Regions from separate parts of the Mus musculus genome. Here region 1 is linked to region 2. The links are chromatin contacts, called in public Hi-C maps. All regions are on one chromosome and are shown on one strand. The core of a region is the stretch at or near the end of the contact, and the rest is flanking DNA. Distances in the headings are between cores, read along the strand shown.

The links. Hi-C and Micro-C count contacts between places; a contact is called where the count stands out from the background.
Region 1: a contact with region 2 is called in a Hi-C map of regulatory T cells, with 2.9 times the contacts expected there. The contact joins two enhancer-like sites. A contact is called at or near these places in 5 of 39 promoter capture datasets (the C10 cell line, the HPC-7 cell line, liver and 2 more), 3 of 15 datasets of contacts at CTCF or cohesin (the NIH/3T3 cell line, large pre-B cells and pro-B cells), 36 of 484 Hi-C or Micro-C datasets (B cells, the Ba/F3 cell line, the C10 cell line and 21 more), 5 of 115 datasets of contacts at active chromatin or transcription factors (Th17 cells, embryonic stem cells and thymic regulatory T cells) and 3 of 9 other capture datasets (adipose tissue, embryonic stem cells and liver).

The regions. Positions count from the first base shown.
Region 1 is chr3:135,729,405-135,732,290 of GRCm38.p6, reverse strand. No RefSeq gene overlaps it. Among named protein-coding and RNA genes, the nearest start is that of Nfkb1, 39 kb to the right of the region's middle. Within about 2 kb of position 1,255, at least 57 of the 459 cell types and tissues checked have an H3K27ac peak or open chromatin away from gene starts, as enhancers often do. A contact at or near this core is called in CD8 T cells, Th17 cells and regulatory T cells, where this site is marked.
Region 2 is chr3:135,511,998-135,515,153 of GRCm38.p6, reverse strand. All of the region lies in intron 4 of Manba (mannosidase, beta A, lysosomal), which reads right to left. Among named protein-coding and RNA genes, the nearest start is that of Manba, 28 kb to the right of the region's middle. Within about 2 kb of position 1,668, at least 43 of the 459 cell types and tissues checked have an H3K27ac peak or open chromatin away from gene starts, as enhancers often do. A contact at or near this core is called in CD8 T cells, Th17 cells and regulatory T cells, where this site is marked.

The sequences.
Region 1 (2,886 bases), core at 6-2,505, 220 kb before region 2:
CGACCTCACTCAGGTCAGGCTTGGTCGCTGTGTTTTTGAACATTGATTTATTTTATTCTTCTTTGGGTGGGAGAGAACGTAAGTTGATTACATCTGTTTCTGCTTGTTAGAGTAGATGGAGGACACTTCACTTGCCACTGTGACTGGCACCAACTTTGATGGGACTAAAATCAAACGAGACTTAAAGCATCCATAGAATAAATCAAGCATTCTTCCGTAAGTGATTCCCTTTTTTAATCTTTCTATTTTAGCGTTGTTGGGTTCCCCCCCCCCCCTTGGATCCATCGTCAGTCCCTCCGCCTTGAGTCCTCACCTCAGCCCAACGTCCTTCCTATGTGATAAGGTTTTTAACCAGATCAGGTGCACAGAAATAGAAGTTACCACCGCACTTTCTAAGCATGGTGAAGCCCTGTTATAAACTAGTCAATCTGGCTGGTCTAGTTGTTTTCCTTTCTTTGTGCGGGCGAGGTGTTGAGTCTTTGTATTGCGTATCTGTACACATGCTTTAAATTTTTTCTTCATGTTGAGATCGTTTGAGAAAAATGTGGGTGGGGCGAAAGAAGATTCTGCTCTAAACTATTTAAAACCTTAAATCTTCAAACCTCAGGAGATAAATACAAGGTATTTAAGACTCCCATGAGTCATAGACTAAGAAAAAAAAATCTTAACCTGGAAAGAAAGAAATAATGTTTTCACCACATCTAACAAGATGTTCTGAGCTGTGGCTTTAATGTACATGTCCACGGCGCCACCTAATGGCTGGATCAATCTTAAAACTATCTCTCAATACAGTTAACCAGGTAATTCTCGAAATTGGGCATGAGGTGGCGCTAGAGTTCTTCTTAGATGAGCTCTGAAAGCCTTTACAAAGCAAGCTCACATTCAAGGGCATCCACCAGGGCTACACAGAGAAATCCTGTCTCGAAAAACAAAAACAAAAATAAAAACATAGAAATCGCAACAAACCACAACCTTACCCTAAAGTCGTGAACATTCACTAACTTATCCCGTTTCCTTTTTATCATATTTTTTTATTTTTTATTTATTTTATTTTTATTTTTATTTTATATTTTATTTTACTACTTTATTCTGTTGATGAATAAAAATCTACCTTGAAATACAAATCCACAATGTGTCATTTAGGAGGTGACTCAGGTCCGTCACCTGAACCGTCTGTGTCCCCACAAGGGTGGGAATGCAACTGTCACTGTCACTGTCACTGTGTGAGTGAAGCCTTCCTTAGATTCCATTACAGAACGAGGTAAAGCGCTGAAGAGTGATAGCAGTAGTAATGGTGATTGACAGCTGGGCGTGTCCCCACTGAACACTGAATGAGTAAAGCCACACTTTCTAAGGGAAAGCAAAGGAGACTGACCGTGCATTCTGACCACCGACCAAAGCTGCACCATTTGTCCGCATAAAGCGATGGAGGGATGAGAAAAATGAAAGAAAGGAGAGAGCAGCATTATAAATAACTAATGTAAGCAAATACTGTTAGTCCTTCCAGCTCACAGATGGTGATGGATAGTTTCCAGAATATGGCTTGAATGTGGCTCTAGTGCCCAACTGATAGCTCCTTGGAATGTCCAAGTGTTGGTTGGTATTGTAATTCATTTAGACAGGGGGGGAGAAGGGGGAAAGGAAGGAAGGAAGGGAGGGAGGGAGGGAGGGAGGGAGGGAGGGAGGATAAATTTCTTCTCATCAGGGTCATTCTAAGACCCAGATTCCCAGAGTGACTGACCTCAGTGACTGCCACACCCTAAGAAACAATTCTTTCCACACTTCCAGCCCCTGCAAAGTCTCTACAATAAAAATGGCAAGTCATTTTAGCCACATAGAAAACATGATGCATGTGTTCGCTCGCTATATTCGGGAATCCAATTATACACTGTTTTCTGTGAGATGCAGCATGGCAATCATAAACCGTTTCCTTCTCAAATGAACACTCGTATCAGCATCTCCAGCTCACCCCACAGCAATGTTAGGGAGCAGTGGGTGGGAGGAAATGGGCGTCTGTTCCCCAACCGACCACTATTTAAAACCATGGCTTACACATTTGTGGATTGCTGAATGTGTGTTCACGATATAGTTTCACAGAGTGACTTTCAGATCTTGGAATTAACCCTTCTTGAGTTTAGCACACATAGGTAGACATGTACATATCCTGGAAATATAGATACCCCAAGGAGCATATGTCATAAACACTTTATGGCAAAGAACATCCCAGATAGCCAAAATGAAGGGCCTGGCTATCACTTCCTGTGAGTGCTCGGAGCGCTCTCTGGCTGCTTGTGCCATAGCCTCTGGGTAACAAGGAATGTTTGCAACTTCTTCAAGTCCAGGCTGCATCATCACAACAACCATTTTACTCACCGAGACAAAAAAATCAGATGTCAGCTATCTGCTTCATTGGCATATCAGGAAATAAAAAGCCATTGCCACTGTAAGAAACCCTGACCTGTTGAAATGCCTTGGAGGCGTGCCTCGGTGCTAATTAAAATAATAGACACTGTCACATGAGGCAGTTATTTTCCAGAAAACAGCTGACGTGTTCTGTGTTCAGCTTGGCAAAACTCCTGGCCAGTTTCGCAACAATGTTTATTCCAGGCTGAGATCATTTTAATAGGAAAAGGGGGGATAAAAAAGAAGGAAAAAGAAAGGAAGGATGGAAGAGACTGAGAAAGAGAGGGGAAGAAATCAGAGAGAGGAGAGATGGGGAGACAGTAAAGAGGGAGGGAGGAAGAAAGAATTCTTAGGTAATTGAAAAGCGTTTCACGGTGTCTTTCAACATTATCATCAGACACCCTCCCAATCCTGTAATGAATTTTTCCAAATTACAGAGATGATGTATTTTTACGAGAGATTATGAATATAAAGTACCTTAGC
Region 2 (3,156 bases), core at 419-2,918:
AGGAAGAGGTGGTGGCCAATTTGAAAGAGCCGGAAGATCTGCAAGTCTGCTGGGACTGCTGGGACCCCCGTACCCATGAAACCTCAACAGTGACAATATGGCTCCCTAAACAAGACCCGGACAATGAAAGACCAAATGAGTGGGGACATTTTCACAGGGTCCTACCCCTAAGCAAAAGACAACCGCCTTCAAGTGACTGTGGAGAGAGGGAGGATTCACTTTCCCAGGAAGGGGTCCCTGAGTGGTTATCCCTGACATCATGTACACAAAAGCAACAGACTCATCAGGCCAGGCAGTGGTGGCACACGCCTTTAATCCCAGCACTTGGAAGGCAGAGGCAGGTGCATCTCTGAGTTCGAGGCCAGCCTGGTCTACAGAGTGAGTTCCAGGACAGCCAGGGCTACACAGAGAAACCCGTCTTAAAAAACAAACAAACAAACAAACAAAGATTGAGCTATACAGGCAAGAAAGCAGGGCATTTTCTTAATTAGTGATTATGTGAGCCGGCCCAGCCCATTGTGGGCAGTTCCATCCCTGGGCTTGTGGTCCTGGGTTCTACAAAAAAACAGGTTGAGCAAGCCATGAGGAGCAAGCCAATAAGCAGCACCCTCCACAGCCTCTGCATCCGCTCCTGCCTCCCACCCTGCTTGGATTCCTGCCCTCACTGCTTTTGATGATGAACTGTTACATGGGACTGTGAGTAAAATCAACCCCTCCCTCCCCAGGATGGTTGTGGTCACGGTGTTTCATTGCAGCAATGATAACCCCAGGTAAGACAGCAGCAAGGAGAGAACAAAATATTCAACACCACACCAAGCTTCAGATCACTTAATTCCCTCAGCCAACGAGGATGTTCGTTCACTGATTCAGAAAGTACCTGTGACGCCCTGTGACTCGGGCTGGGGTACATCAACGCACAGCGCTGGAACACAAAAACTTTTAAGCTGAGGATGTGGCTCAGCAGGGGAGCGCTTGCTTCTATACACAAGGCCCCAGGTTTCATACACAGGACCAAACAGTCAGGCATCTCTCGCAAGGAAGCCTCTTTCTTCCACCTTGAGTTAGGGAAAGGAAGTGGAAGGCCTCTATCAGAGGAAATGCTTGTGCAAATGTCATCAGGATGCAGCCTGCTCCAACGGGAGGAGGTGGGGCGAAGACTGAGCTAGGAGCTTGGGACATTAGCCTCCTGATGGTGCCAAGCTGTTGAAAGATAAAAATTATGAACTTTGAAAAGCATATCTAGTCTTATCAGCCCCTACCTCAGTACATATGGACGCAGAAGTCCCAGTTTCTGTTTTAAGGATAGGGATGCTGGGGGCATTTTTGTCCGAAGAGACCATGCCAACTGCTCCGTGGATAATTACTTGAAAGAAGGCAAATGGAGTTGTGGGAATACCGGCTAGGTGACTAGGGCAACGTGCTGTGCAAGAAGTGACTGGACCCAGAGGCAAAGAATAAAGGTTGTCTTGGAAATTGGCAGGAACTAGAATGTGGGATCCAGTTGGAGTAAACAGATCACTGATGGCGTGCCCTTGAGGGTACACCCTATCTCAGTCACTCCCTCCGTATCCCTCTGCTTCCGGGGCGCCACGAGGTAAGCAGCTTTGTCCCGCACTCCCTTCTACCTTGCTGTTCCACCTCACCACAGGCGCAGAGCCAGAGAGCAAGGACTGAGTACCTTTGAAACTGAAAATCAAAAGAGATGCTCCGCCAACCCCCAATCTGTACAACTCAGCGTGTTACCATGGTGATGAGAAGTGACGGACAAGAAGGGAGGAGGGAAGTAGAAAAGATAGAGGCGACTAATGTGCTGAGCAGAGGAGGAAGCAGAGATGTAGAGACTTTAGAAGGGTCAAACACTTGATGAAGAAAGTAACATTTGCAAGCAGGACCAGTCCGAGAAGGGGGCGGGGGCGGGGAGGCGGGGCGGGGGAAGGCAGGGGAGAAGAAGAGTAACATTTTCTTCTTAAAAGCTAAAATGTCTTCCAGAACTTTGGAATCAGAGGCAGGAAGATCCCTGTGAGTTCAAAGCCAGCCTGGTCTATATGATGAGTTCTAGGCTAGCCGGGGCTACATAGTGAGCCACTGTCTCAAAAAACAGAAACAGAAACAGAAACCAACCAACCAAACCTAAATGTTACATACAGTTATAATACAATAATCATGCATTAGTATATGTTCAAGTACCGTAGAACAGAATAAGCCTCAAAGAAAAATCATCTGTGGATCATACCTTCCCATTCTATATTTTAAGGTTCTAGCAGTAAAATATGAGAATATCTCAGGAAAAAATTTTTTCTTTTTTTCTTTTTTTTTTTTTTTGTTTGTTTGTTTGGTGGTTGGGAGTGGGGGTGATAGGATGTTTCTCTATGTAGTTCTGGCTGTCCTGGAACTCACTCTGCAGATCAGGCTGGTCTCCAACTCACAGAGATCTACCTGCCTGTGCCTCCCAAGTACTAGAGCTAAAGTGTGCACCACCACACCCAGCTGAAAATATATTTCTTTCAAGCAGGTTGCTAGTCACAAGACTCACTAGTAAGTTTTCACGACTGGTAACAGCTTTGATAAATATCAATGCTATAAAATAACTTATAGAGATGGGACTGTCACGCAGTTGGAAGAATTATCTCAGGGCTCTGCCTAACATGCACAGAGCCTTGGGTTTCATCCTTAGGGCCTTATAAAAGCAAGCAAGATTGTGCATACCTTAAACTCAGCACTCTGTAGAGAGGTGGGGGATGGATTGGAAATTGGAGGTCATCCTTGGATACATAGCAAGTTTGAAACCCACCAGGGCTAGAGGAGTCCCTGCCCGAAAAAAATATAATAATTTATAAAGTCCTATTAGCAGCTCCCCATATTATTAATAATATTATTATTAGCAGTTGTTCATATAAGTAATCCCAAGGCTTGGGAGGCTAAAGCAGGAGACCGCCGCTTTTAACAACATAGTAAGTTCTAGGCTAACCTAGGATATAACATCAAGTTCTGTTATCCACAGTGTGTGTGTGTGTGTGTGTGTGTGTGTGTGAACCTAAATTCTAAAACACGCTCCAGGAAGAAAACCTAGAAGAATGAGAATCCACCACAAAAATTCAGAAAATCTTGTTTTCAAGCCTTCAAGTCTGCCAGCCACAACGCTGCAGCCCACACACA